Linked DNA regions of Zea mays: region 2 is linked to region 1. Evidence: chromatin contacts called from public Hi-C data. All regions are on one chromosome and are shown on one strand. Each heading gives the region's core, a stretch centred on a gene start, on an enhancer-like site or on the middle of the called end of the contact. The rest is flanking DNA. Distances are from core to core; before and after follow the strand shown. Region 1 holds the start of LOC100502312 (DUF707 superfamily protein). Region 2 holds the start of LOC100191177 (alpha/beta-Hydrolases superfamily protein).

Region 1 (6,824 bases), core at 1,088-3,587:
CAATCAAGAAGTGATCTTTTTGTTTAGACTTCTGCTAGGAACAAAACACTCAGAGCATTAAATAATGGTTAGGAGGTGGGAACAGCTAATGATTGTTGAGTTTGAAAAGTGAAACCAACAGAAATACTGTACCGGACTCAAAAGTCCATCAGGTATATTGTACTTAACTAACCTTTGACTGCGCACTTGTTGTCAACCACAACGGTTTCAACTTCATGTCGGAGTTAGACTCCACTATACCATGGGGTAAATAACCAATCCTAACCTCAGCTTTTTGGGGCAACTTAACAGCATCTCTGTCAGAGACCTGATGTTTACATTGGAGCACAAATCATAATTAGAAACAGAGGAAAATCTGCATTTGGATTAATAGGGGGAAAAGCCAAATCTTCTGGTGTTTTTAACGAAAAAATGCGTTCACCTACCGTCACTGTATCAAATGGATGGGATTTTGCTTCCGACTGTAAAGTTGCATAATCACATCAGATTAATCTTTTAGGTATATTTACGTTCACAGAACCCTGTTTCAATAAACCAGGGGATACTGGTTGTTACCGATGTCTGCTTATGTTGAAAGCTAGCCATGTTGTACACCAGGAATATGATGATCACGCACAGGACCAACAGATGCAACCGCAGTTTCATCTTAGGACACCTACCGCCCCCCTTACCATTCTGTACGATCAAAAGTAGGTAGCAATATAGTATCATGACCTCGCACTCAACCAACCCTTTAAGGGTTCAGAAAATGTAGATGTCACTAGTAAGTAATCATCAAAAGAACACAAGCAAACTCACCTTATCTTTCAAGGCACTAGCTTTCTGTGTGCAACTGGAAACAGATGGATCGCCTTCTTATGGTGTCAAGAAGCAACTCAAGCAAGTCAGGTTCATTTCATGACGCCCTGCTTGCAGGATGGCAGGTCATAAAAAAACAGCACAATGAATAATGCCATTATTTTTATAATGGAAAAAATGGCTCATCACGTTTCATTCTGGGTGGTCCCGAAATATGTTCTAAGTAAAGATTTGGCGTGTTGCTCAAGTTCAGGCATACCACACAGAACAAAGGAGAAATTTCTTAACATATAACATGGAACACCATTGTATTTGATGGAGCCAGGCGGCCAGGCCTAGAAGAGGTAGTACACCATCCGTGTTAGTCAGATTTGTTAGTACACAATCCGTGTTAGGCACTTAAAATATGTTGGGCTGTTTGTTAGTCAGGTCTTACCATGTCTTTTGTAAGCTTTAGAGTTTTAGTGGTTTTGTCTACGGTCTCCTATTTTGTCCGGGATAGGAGACTATCATGTAACGGACTTTTCTTCTTCTTAATATAAAGATACATAGCTCTCCTATATATTCAAGAAAAAATATTAAAAATACACTTTTTTAGTTCCAGAGACCTGTCCCAGCCGAACTTTGCAAAAGGACCAAAACACCTCACACAGGACACATTGATCACACAGTCAAACAACCTGAAATCAACAGGTTCCAGGCGCGCGCGCACACACACATCAGATAAGAAAAATACTTTAGCATCGCTTTCTCCAAATTTTGCTGGTGAAACGGAAAAGGAGAGGAAGTTGACAAGGGGGCGAAATCTCGAACGAATAGATAGATGAACGTCTGGCGCAAGCATCATGCATGATCTCGCTTTTGTTTGTTCGGAGTGCAGCAGTGCCCCCTCGAAGCAAATTGACGGCAAAGGGATGTGACGCGCGCATCGATGCCGAGGCCCAAATGGGGCGGGAACACTGACGCGCCTGCCGAGACCGAATTACGCTACGCTCTATGAAGTATGACTGTATGAACCCAACCTTCTCCAGTTTACAGGTCTGGGGGCACCTCGGGATAACGAGGGCGCCCCAACCCCAAGAGATCGTTTCCCAAATCCCAATTACAGACAGGTAAGAGCACCCAAGTCCCAAGGCACGATCAGAACCAATCCATGATATACCAGGTGCAGTAGCACACGGATATCTGAACAATCGGATTGAGTGAGGAGAACAAAACGAATTACCACGGCGGCGGGAGGAGCCGGAGATGATGCCGCGGCGAGCGGGAGGCCTCGGAGCTGAGCGCGCAATGGGCGGTGGTGGAGCGCCACTCGTCACACGAGCGGGCGCCTTGGCAGCGAGGGCACCGGTGGTGCTGATTGTGTCGTGGGAATGGCTAACGAAACATCTCGCGGTGCCGGAGCCCGGAGGGATTGGGAAATGTTGGGTGGGAGTTGGGACGGGGCACGGGCACGGGCACGGGCGGAGGCGACCGCGGGAAGGAGCGAGACAGCCGAGAGCGCGAGAGGAACGGCGATGCTCACAGCTCGCTCGCGCGCGCGCCCCACGCGGCCTCCTCCGCGACCGGGTTTTCCGCTCGGTTTATTGGTTCATCGTCGCTGCGCTGCGCTGGCGCGTGTGCTAGACGGTGACGCACGGCCCACGAGCGGATCGCCATCAGCCCATCCCTGACGTTGCTCTTATCTGGTTCAGTGTGACAGACTGATGATAGGTAACTTCGGTGTTCAAGCATCAGTTCACATGGTATAACAACTTAAACTACTATAAGCATTACATGGTCAGATATGTATAGCCTAACTCGGATAATCTCAATATAAAAATGAGGGTTCCCTTCTAATTGTCCTTACTCCTTACAAAACAACATCAGAAACAACTAACCCTTCCTGTTACATCAGTTTGAATACTGGGACAATAACTTTTTTTTGTCAGGTAAACAAACCGGAAGGGAACAGCCTATGATATATGGTTAAGCTGTACACAGTTTCACCGGCATTGAGCTGATGGTAGCTTCACCGCCGGCTCCTCTTGCCCCCTTTGCTGGAGCTATCATCATGTGCTTCCACACTCCTCTTCCTGCCTTTGCTGGGGCTATCTACCTGTGCCCCAGCGCTACTTTTCCTGCCTTTGATGGGGCTATTTTCCTGTGCCCCAGCAATCCTCTGCCCACTCTTTGGAGGCCGACCCACACCCCTCTTCTTGGCTGGCTCATTTCTCTTTGTAGTCTTTTGATTAGCCAGCTCATCACTGCAAGGTCTCTTGCCATCCCCTTCCTTGGCAGCAGCATCCCTTGAAGAAACCTTGCTTGCCCTTGCATCCCCAGAGTGCAAGCTTGTTCTTGAAAAATGCAGGGCTCGAGCATTCTTCTTTATTACAGGGGCACCAGCTGTTCTGGTCTCTCGATGGCTTTTCAAGAACAAGCTTGCACTCTGCTTCACAGTTTTGCATGCAAAGTCACGAAGCTCAACCGCAGCCATGTGCTCTAATGTAGTCTTCGGATAGAAGGTTATTACATTATTGATGAAAATAAGTATATCTCTCAAAAGCTCCTTGGTGCCAGAGATTGCGCCACTCTTGATCTTAGAGTGAAGCATTCGGAAGTCCATATGCCGGCGAATCATCTTCTTATATCTAGCTCTTTTCCTCTGTATATATAGACGAATGGTAAGGAGTCAGATGAAATTCAGACCATAAGTGTTCACGCTATTTCACAGACCTTGAGAATGATTTGATGGAACAATTAACTTGAAAAGTAAAACAATCAACTATAGCCAGCTAGTGAGAAAATAACCATCATTAAAACCCCACAAAAATCTTAGCTGAGTAACTAGCAGGAAAAAAAGTGGAACAGTTTTAATAGTAGTCTTAAAATTATTAGCACCCACATGAAGTATCCCATCTCTCAAATGACCTAAGGAGTCATTATAGTACACACACACACACAGAGAGAGAGAGAGAGAGAGAGAGAGAGAGAGAGAGAGAGAAGAGAGAGAGAGATAATTTAGACCATCACTGAGGCACTGCAAAAACAAAATTGATGAAACTCGGTGAACCTATCATACCTGGGTATCAAGTTGGTGTTGCAACATTTTGCAGTCATCTTGAGTTGATATAGTATTCAAAATCTCTGCCAGCTTTAGTTTAACGCTCTCAATCACAGGCTGGCAACATTCTGCCTTTGGAGATCTCAAGCCCTTCTTCGTAACATCAGATCCTGCTTTGGGAGTTTTCCAGTCCATAACATCAGGTTCTACTTTCGGTATTTTCATCCCCTTCTTCATACCATCAGACTCTGCTTTAGAAGTTCTCACGCCCTTCTTCATCATATCAGATTCTGTTTTGGGAGCTTTCAAGCCCTTCTTCATTATACCAGATCCTACATTTAGGGTTTTCAAATCCTTATTCATCACATCAGATTCTACCTTTGGAGTTTTCACACCCTTCTTCACAACAACTGATTCTAAGTTTTGAGTTTTGAAGTTCTTCATGCAGCCTTTGGACAAACCCTCCCCCTGTATGCATGCTGTAGATGTAGGCTCACCATCCCCACTACTATCACCAGCTTTCAGAAGTGTCCTTCTAGCTCTCATTACTCTTTGTTTTCTAGAACCCCAAAGCAAGCCATCTTTGGGACCGACCTTTTCAACTTGGGCCTGGGGATATGACTCGTCTGGTGATGGATTGATAACTTGAATTGAATCAGTATCACACTGCTGCACTTTCTGAGATTTCTGACTGTTGCTTGCTTCCTCTGTGAAACTAGCAGCTGATGATCTATCCCTGGACGTTTCTTTACCTGAGGAATTAGTATCTGCTGTATTTTCAGAATGTGGACATGATTCAGTATGACTGGTGCGGCATTCAGAACTCCCATCAACGTGTTTGCTATTGCTGAGGCTTTGAATCACAGATTGGAGGGATCTGGAAGAGTAAAAAGATCACACATTACCAAAAAGTTGGCAAAGCATCACAGTGGCTTGCTTGGATGAAAAACAATCAACAAAGATTGCATCTGGGTTCTGGGATAGTCAACAATAAAACAAAATATAAATATTAAATAGCTCAACTGAAATTCAAAATTGCTCTGTGAACAACTTGTCACTGACCCAATAGAATTTTCTGACTTCTCCAATTCCCTTTTCAGTTCAGCAACTCTCTGCTTACGAAGCTCTTCATACCAAGCACTGCATTGAAGCAATTAAGATGATCGGAACTCAGAAAAGATATAAGATGCTTCACATCAGAGTTATCTATTCAACTGCAGCCATCTGAAAGGCAGCGCAATGCCTGCATTGTTGTATGCATAACTTATTGCTTACAGGATTGAGAATCCAATCTTAAAGTTGAGGTTGTTGATCACTAAGAGCTCTATGTTTTAGTATTTCCCTCTTTATTCTCTTCATTGTATATTATCTTTTCTTCAAACTGAGGTTGGTGATCTTTACTTGTGAAATAGTGTAAGATGCAAATTTAAAAACTTGAATCACCAACATGCGAATAGAAAGAAGTGCAGGCATTTCTGACTGTCTAGTGCAGAAGCAGACATGATCAGCAACTACTCCCGATGTTCCAAATTATAGTTCACTTTAGTTTTGTCCTACGTCAAACCTCTAATTTTGACCATGTTTTTAGAAAAATACATTAGCATCTACAAGATCAATCAAATGTACTACCAAGATATATTTCTTTTTTTCTCGAACGCGCAAGAGAAATGCGCATCATTATATTAAGAAAAGAGAAATAAGAGGTCCTTAGAGGACCGGTACATATTTCATGAAGAATTTGACGAAAATAATTTGATATTCTAGATGTTGATGTATTTTTCTATAAAATTGGTCAAAGTTAGACAAGTTTGAATTAGGACAAAGGCGCAAAGCTAAAATAAACTATAATTTGAGATGAAGTACTGTCTAATATGATCCAAATGTAGCACGCTGCTTACATGTTATCTTTTACCAAAACAGCAAAGACTCCACCCGACAGTTATGTTTAAAGATTCACAGAGTTCTTATTCAGCTCCTGACAAAGGCTCAAAATTCATATTATTTCAACTTCTCTAAATATATAATGATAACCAGTAGGTATTCTATGCCACTCATCCAATTTGCAAGGTCATGTAATGTACAAGAAGGCACATAGTATGAACATGACACAATCAAGTATACACTTACTTGCACGCAGAGTACCGCAACTGTATCTCTGCAAATTTTGCTTCACATTCCTGCAGATATTAACAACTGTAAGCAAAGAAATGGTAAGTAATTCTAACAACAACCACTTCATCAGTCTGCCATAACTTCAAGATGATAATAAAAGTATAAAACAGTTCAATTGCAATTAGGGGTGACAATGGGCCCCAAATTTTACACTATAGAACTTAAGGATCGGATCGAATTAAGATCGGGCTTTATTTCTATTCATTTTTGAACTATAAATAATTTAGGGCCCTAATAAATTGTGAAGAGACATTTGGATCGCGATCCATTACCACCCCTAATTGCAATGCAATCAGAAACAATTTGATGCGTAAAACAAACTGCACAAAAAAACCATATTGTTAGGCAAGTTTCTATTACATTTCATTGTTAAAAAAGGCAACATAGTAGTATCACCCCAAAAATGCCTACGAAATCATACAGCAGCAACAATAGAGCCTTTTTTCCCAAGCAAGTCGGGAAAGGCTGCTGCATGGAAAATTATCTTGTTTCTAAGAAAATAGCTGACGCCTAAGGCCTTGTTCGGTTGTATTCGGATCGGAAGAGATTGAGGTGGATTAAATCCCTTCCTATTCAAATTTGACTAGCAAAGGATTTAATCCCTCCAATTAAGGATGGCAATGGGTACCCGATATCCGATGGGTAAAAACCCTTTTAGGGCACGGATATGGCGGATTTTAATACCCATGGGTATTTTATTGGGTCATTTGTTATACCCATCGGGTATGGTGGGCGTGGGTATGTTCTCTTTTGCCCCATACCCACTACCCAATGGGAGACCCGCTAACATATGACATGTGGGTTCGGATTA
Region 2 (6,824 bases), core at 1,262-3,761, 220 kb before region 1:
CCTCCTGCTCGGGCCTATATATGTAAGCCCGGGCGCGGCGTCACCCGGCACGGCAGTCGTCACACCACGAAAGCAGCAGCAAAGTCATCAGCAACCCACGATCGGTCGATCGATCGGGTACCTGCTAGCGAATTCGATCGGTCGGGTACCTGCTGCTAGCGATATATAGCAGCAGCAGCAGCCAGCAGATCGTCGCCGGCACGATGGCCAGCTCGTCGTCGTCGTCGTCAGCTCTGGTCGTCCTCGTGGTGGTTCTAGCCGCGGCGGTGGCGTGCTCCGCGACGCGCCCCGTCCCCGCGCGGCAGCGGGCGGCGGCGGCGGAGGAGGAGGACGTGAGGCGGCCGGACACGCTGCACGAGGGCACGGTGCTGATCCCGGGGATGGGGCGCTACGAGATCGGCAGCCACTACATCCCGGACATCGGCGGGCTGGACCACAGCGTCCCCGCCGCCACCCACGGGCAGTTCATCCCCGGCGCCGACGACACCTGGGTGCCCAACCCCGGCTTCGAGGTCCCCAACCCCTTCCGCCCCGGCGCGGCCACTCCATGAACACGTACGAGTACGACCCCGCAACGCCGCGCTGAATACCGTCTCGCGCCGCGCTGAATAACGCTACACTAGCTACGTACTAGTCGCCTAGTCGGTCGGCTTGCCGTGCTTGTGCTTGGCTGCTGAATGCAAGCATGTCCTTTGTTGTGTGGTTTAATTTGTCCCACGTACGTCTGTGCAGTGTTTTTGCAGTTTGTGCTCCAGTGAAGAAGTGTGCACGCGCGATGCGTAGAAAGCGCATCAGAACTTTGCATGGCCCGGTTGGTAGCAGCTGCTTGTTTCTCGGTCACTACTGTTACAAATAAAATTTGCTGGACTGGACACATAGCTATCATCATCTATCGCTGTGTCAACTGTGCATTGCCATACTTCTCTTCTCTAACGTGACGTGAAGCACTGCGGCGGTGGACCAAAACCATGCTGGGTAGCATCAGCACGCACGAAGTTCAGGTAAGCAGCACCGTACTCCTGTTAGATTGAAGATACTCCACACATTGCTGCAGGAAATTACAATATTTTTTAAATAAAATTTAAGTAGAGATATGACATGGATATCCCATGCTAAGAGATTAAAATTTAGTGATATAATGTAGCTAATAGTAATTAAGAGATGATGTAGCTGTAGATAGATAGTGTAAAATGAAAACGAATATTTTAATTTTCATATCGATCGAGATAGAAAGAACCTCGAGTGTATTTTAGGGGCAAAGTACCCGCACCTGTACTGATCTCCGTCCGGTTCTGCCCTTCTGGTGACCTTTATTCTTGTTCAGCTTTAATTTCTTTGCGTGAAAAGGGGGTTGAAGATGAATAAAGGGCGAGCTTAGGCCCCATGGCCGGAGGAGATCGGGTCAGATACGAGAGGTAGATGTGCCTGCCGAGTGCCGACCCACAGGACCACCTGTAGGGCGAGCCAAAAAAAAAAGGTGCGCGCCACTGCGGGTATGGCGTTGTCCTACACCGTCCGGGTAATTACCACCAACGCTGGCATTTTTGTCCAGAGCATGTTTATGGAAATGATGTAGCTTGTACTACCTCTACATGTTTGATTATACCCACTCTGTTTTTTTATTTGCTGTAGTTTAATTTAAAAATTAATAAGCAGACGACAAATATTCGAGAACGGATGTTACCATGACTGGGTCGATACTAAAATGTACCTCCTTCGTTCCTAAATAAACTAACTCCTAAAGCTATCTAAAATAATATCTAAAATAACTTCAACAAAAAATTTGATTGTTGAACCGAATTTATAGAGAAACAATATTTATGACACTGAATGATCATATTGTTAAAAATACATTATGATGTGTCCAATGCTACTAATTTAGTCCCATAAACCTCGACGCTCTTTTCTATAAACTTAAAACTTAAATTTTTTTATGATTTAAAATAACTCTAGGTATTGATTTATTCAGAATGTGAGAAAATAAGAACATTTAGTTCTATATCTATTCGTAATTTTTTTTGTAAACACATGGATAGATTTGGGATGCTACAGGACCGTTATGGCATGTACAGTGAGTGTTTTAAGTTGTGTCTTAGAGTATGTCTAGGGGGTAAATGTAAAAAGACTCAAGACATGTATCTTGACGAAGACACAGTGTCTTAGCTCTATGTTCGAGACAGTAGATTATTTGATTGATCACTTTAATTTATTGAATGCTCTGATTTGTATAATGAATATGATAAGACATATGTTTTAGACATGACCATTATATTATGTTGTGTTTTAGTTATGTCTTATATTTGGAGTACCGTGCAACAGTGTCTAGGTTTTACATGCCCTTAGCACCTGCCTGCGCTTACTAGTTATTGTTCCCCGCGTGTGCCAACTATGAAGGAAGTAGCATACCACGTGAATTTTGCATTGCACCGGCGCGGGGACGAGCCGGTGGATCTGCGGCACAAGAGCCGTCCCACCAAGGCACCAACCCGAAACGAATCCAGTGATTTCCCCTCCCGCATCGAAACGTCCCCCAAGCAGCCCTGCCCGGCTGCCCCTGCCGCGACGCAACTGGCAAGCATCCAGCATAGCAGCGACTCCCCCGCTCGCCGGCCAGCGGCCACCAGTTCCCTTTACATCCACACACAACGCGCACCACACCACACCACCCGACGCCAACGTCCGGGACCAAACTCCGATCCCCACCACTATGCCGGCGGACGGGGAGGCGCTGGCGCCGGCCGTTCACTTCTGGGGCGAGCACCCGGCCACGGAGGCGGAGTTCTACTCGGCGCACGGCACGGAGGGCGAGTCCTCCTACTTCACCACGCCCGACGCGGGCGCCCGGCGGCTCTTCACGCGCGCGTGGAGGCCCCGCGCGCCCGAGCGGCCCAGGGCGCTCGTGTTCATGGTCCACGGCTACGGCAACGACATCAGCTGGACGTTCCAGTCCACGGCGGTCTTCCTCGCGCGGTCCGGGTTCGCCTGCTTCGCGGCCGACCTCCCGGGCCACGGCCGCTCCCACGGCCTCCGCGCCTTCGTGCCCGACCTCGACGCCGCCGTCGCTGACCTCCTCGCCTTCTTCCGCGCCGTCAGGGCGAGGGAGGAGCACGCGGGCCTGCCCTGCTTCCTGTTCGGGGAGTCCATGGGCGGGGCCATCTGCCTGCTCATCCACCTCCGCACACGGCCGGAGGAGTGGGCGGGGGCGGTCCTCGTCGCTCCCATGTGCAGGATCTCCGACCGGATCCGCCCGCCGTGGCCGCTGCCGGAGATTCTCACCTTCGTCGCGCGCTTCGCGCCCACGGCGGCCATCGTGCCCACCGCCGACCTCATCGAGAAGTCCGTCAAGGTGCCCGCCAAGCGCATCGTTGCAGCGCGCAACCCTGTGCGCTACAACGGCCGTCCCAGGCTCGGCACCGTCGTCGAGCTGTTGCGTGCCACCGACGAGCTGGCCAAGCGCCTCGGCGAAGTCAGCATCCCGTTCCTTGTCGTGCACGGCAGCACCGACGAGGTTACCGACCCGGAAGTCAGCCGCGCCCTGTACGCCGCCGCCGCCAGCAAGGATAAGACTATCAAGATATACGACGGGATGCTCCACTCCTTGCTATTTGGGGAACCGGACGAGAACATCGAGCGTGTCCGTGGGGACATCCTGGCCTGGCTCAATGAGAGATGCACAGCCCAGGCAACTCACCGTAACATACCTGTCGAATAAGCATTCGGATGCATGGATACACAAGAAAAATGTTTCATGTACAACGATTGTTATATATGCTATACTCAGTATTTGACTGTAAACTGTTCGGTCAGGTTTAGTGGCTTGGATATACAAAATGTTGGTTGCCTCATCAGTGTAAAAGAATGCTGCAAATGCTTGGGATCGATAATATCAGCTCTCTTCGGGGGCTATGGATGGCAATACAAGGCGTTCTCTGCCCTGTACAAGCTTGGCAGACCGAATTTTATCTCCGGCCTTAATCTGTGACAGAACATCTCTCCCATCAGTGGTATACCTGCAATTGTTTGGATATACTCATAAAATTTCTTACAGCGTCATTATTAACAATGGAATATATCAATTTTGCTACTCAATGATCACATAATGAAACCAGTCACCACTTACCCGAAAACTGAAAATTGCCCCTCGTCGAACGATATTCCTCCTAAGCCAGACTACATCAAAGAAAGAGAAACATATTAACTCCCATTCTATACACACTGTTTGGTTGAAAGCCTGCCAGACAATTGACTGCCAGGTACACAATCTCAACCCCAGGCGATCAAAATCCAACACCTGGGGGTAATGCCTGGCTCAGGCAGCTGTCCGGTGATGCAAACCAAACAAGCCCTTCATGCTTCTAAAGATTATTACAGGCTGGAGAAGCGAGTTGTTACTTATTATATTAGCAGATAGATTAGGCATTCATACCCTTTTGGCAGAGTCTGGTTAGTTATCTGTATACTTATATTCAGTTTTATGTTTAAAGGAAAACAAGTATGGTTTAAAGTATTATAGAAAAGTAGGCACACTATTCAACCAAGTACACTCAGTTTGATCTTTAAATTGGATTGTAAAAATATGTAATAATGGCCTTTTTGTTACTCACGTTTCTCTTGTCATAAAGATAGAAAAAGAACTGAGTTGGTGAGTTGTATTCATCTGAATCCACACTATGTGCCATGGCAACAGCACCATACACCGACATGGGCAGGACTGGCAATTCTCCATCCTAGAATAGATGAAGCAAAAGAAATGAATATCAACAGAGGAGACCTTCACCTAAAAAACAAATAGATATATGCTGAAACTTCCATGTCCAAGCAGTCCAGGAGTGACTGACCTGAATGCTTAGTGGAGTTCTGTACAATGGTTCGAATTGTCCTGCTGGCAGGACCTCTAATGGAACAGTGTACCCGTTTTTTCCAGTCTCGTTATCAGCAATAATTGCTTGGCTTGCACATTTAAGTGTTACCCCGTCATATACCCCATCCAAGACCTGAAGTTTGCTAAATTGAATGAGAACCGGCAATAAGAACACAAAACTCGTAGAGTAAAACTTCAAGAATTGTAAACATGTTACAGAAAGATTCTAGCAACCGTTCTTCAATAGAGTTTTTTTATTGTTCACACCTGCCGTTTTGAACATCGTCTTCAAAGCATGTCTTTGACTTTTTTTCCTAAACATTTGCTACTAAAAGTTACTGAAGAGATATTTATCTGCTAATGCATTTTTTGTGTTTTATTAGGGGTCAAAGTTAGTACACTACTGTCACAAGAAAGGAGTGAGCATAAAAGTTTACAATTTAGGAATTTCCCCAAAACAACTGGGAGCAAACAATAAGATGGGGCCAGAGTTAAGCCACCTTACCAATTTTGCAAAGTTTCCAGCAGTCAGTGGGGCAGAGTACCCATCAATAACGACCTACATTAATAAACAATCAGCACCCAATATAATTCTCCAGATGTCATGACAAATCGTAGCAGCAGCTACTATAGCTCTTATAGTTAACTAGCATATTAAAAAGAGTGAGGTTTATGCACAACTATTAGATCCATTACAACACCTACAAAAGTACAACAGATTCTTCTCAGAACAGACGGTGTGTGTGTGTGTGAGGGGGTGGGGGGGGGGGGTATTACAAAAGTCTTGAATCAAAACTGCAGATCAATAGCTTTTCATGGACTATAATTTTACAATGTCACTGTTATCTACCTGAATTGTAGCAACACTTTTCGGTTCACCACCACCAGTTGGAAAGAATGTTGAACCATCACCTTTTTCAACTGTGAATTCAACAACTCCTCTTCCTGTCAGCCTATTAATAGCAAGCTGTTTAAACTATATTTCATAAAAAATCTTTTGTCAGACATTGGAGAACTGCATGCTCAGATTATGCAAGACACCCCCAGAAACTGAACACTTCAATTGACATTAGGTCCTGAATCTATAATTTATGATAAACATGCCATACATTTTATTCTTAAAGTACTCAAAATTAATCTATATAATGATTTGGCACACTGAAAAATTCAGAAGGAACCATGTTGCCACCCATACTACCAAATGCCAACAAAATGTTTAGCAATTCACAAACAATCTAAGTTCAATGGGCATGGGTGAAGAATAATTAGTAAGTGTTTTCACAAGCAGACTTGATAGCAAAGCAGTGTAAAAATAGTGGTAAATTGATGCTTTTATAGTTTTATTACCGTTGAGAATGGCAATATAGAATTAGATGAGATTTTGCATGGCACATGTGGATTTCAAATTAAATTTCTATACGGCAGCCTCAAATCTCTTATCACTAACATAAAGCAGTTGGTATTCTCATGCTTAACCCTTGCACTGAGCGTATGTATATAACTATGTCCTGCATGATCAAGTTCCATAACAACAACAATCAGCTAAGTTATGATGCAGAACCTGTGCTAGATAGAACAAGAAAAACAATTATGAAACAAACTGCAAGAATGACAGAAATAGAATTTAAAGCTTAAGAGAAGATCAAGAAAGTTTCACCTTGGATATTCTATATACTGTTGAGGCAGGAGAAAGGACAGACCAGGAGCCTATTCAAAGAGAGGGAAAACGTTTCAAGTAATCATAAATTCAGAATGATCACTGGAACCTTGTTCTAAGCATTGTCTAAGTTCTATCCGATAGTCTATGGGTTCACTGAGGTACCTGTAACAGCTCCAATTCAGCAACAGTGTCAAGTGATGAAGCAAGTGCTATAGAAAGTTTGTCAGGGTTATTCTCCTTAATATATTTCAAGAGAGTCTGCAAACCACCCTGCAGATGGTGCAAAATAGCTCAGCTATCATG

Evidence for each region. Hi-C and Micro-C count contacts between places; a contact is called where the count stands out from the background.
Region 2: a contact with region 1 is called in a Hi-C map of tassel, with 2.3 times the contacts expected there. The contact joins the promoter of LOC100191177 here to the promoter of LOC100502312 in region 1. A contact is called at or near these places in 5 of 25 Hi-C or Micro-C datasets (ear, leaf, tassel and 1 more).

The regions. Positions count from the first base shown.
Region 1 is chr2:212,325,899-212,332,722 of Zm-B73-REFERENCE-NAM-5.0, reverse strand. It overlaps LOC100502312 (DUF707 superfamily protein), which reads right to left and starts at 2,337. Exons shown (of 16, transcript NM_001363263.1): 1 at 2,024-2,337; 2 at 799-905; 3 at 556-675; 4 at 426-461; 5 at 173-307; 6 at 1-31. The coding sequence starts at 645. LOC100384761 reads right to left here. Exons shown (of 5, transcript NM_001177219.1): 2 at 5,969-6,018; 3 at 4,904-4,981; 4 at 3,860-4,718; 5 at 2,523-3,442. The coding sequence ends at 2,810.
Region 2 is chr2:212,551,064-212,557,887 of Zm-B73-REFERENCE-NAM-5.0, reverse strand. It overlaps LOC100191177 (alpha/beta-Hydrolases superfamily protein), which reads left to right and starts at 2,511. Exons shown (of 1, transcript NM_001136612.1): 1 at 2,511-3,852. The coding sequence starts at 2,708. The coding sequence ends at 3,712. It overlaps LOC103647754 (peptidyl-prolyl cis-trans isomerase CYP37, chloroplastic), which reads right to left. Exons shown (of 12, transcript XM_008672269.4): 5 at 6,684-6,791; 6 at 6,519-6,568; 7 at 5,712-5,814; 8 at 5,367-5,420; 9 at 4,839-4,994; 10 at 4,605-4,727; 11 at 4,121-4,170; 12 at 3,703-4,010. The coding sequence ends at 3,887. LOC100502462 reads left to right here and starts at 61. Exons shown (of 2, transcript NM_001357795.1): 1 at 61-555; 2 at 733-890. The coding sequence starts at 204. The coding sequence ends at 551.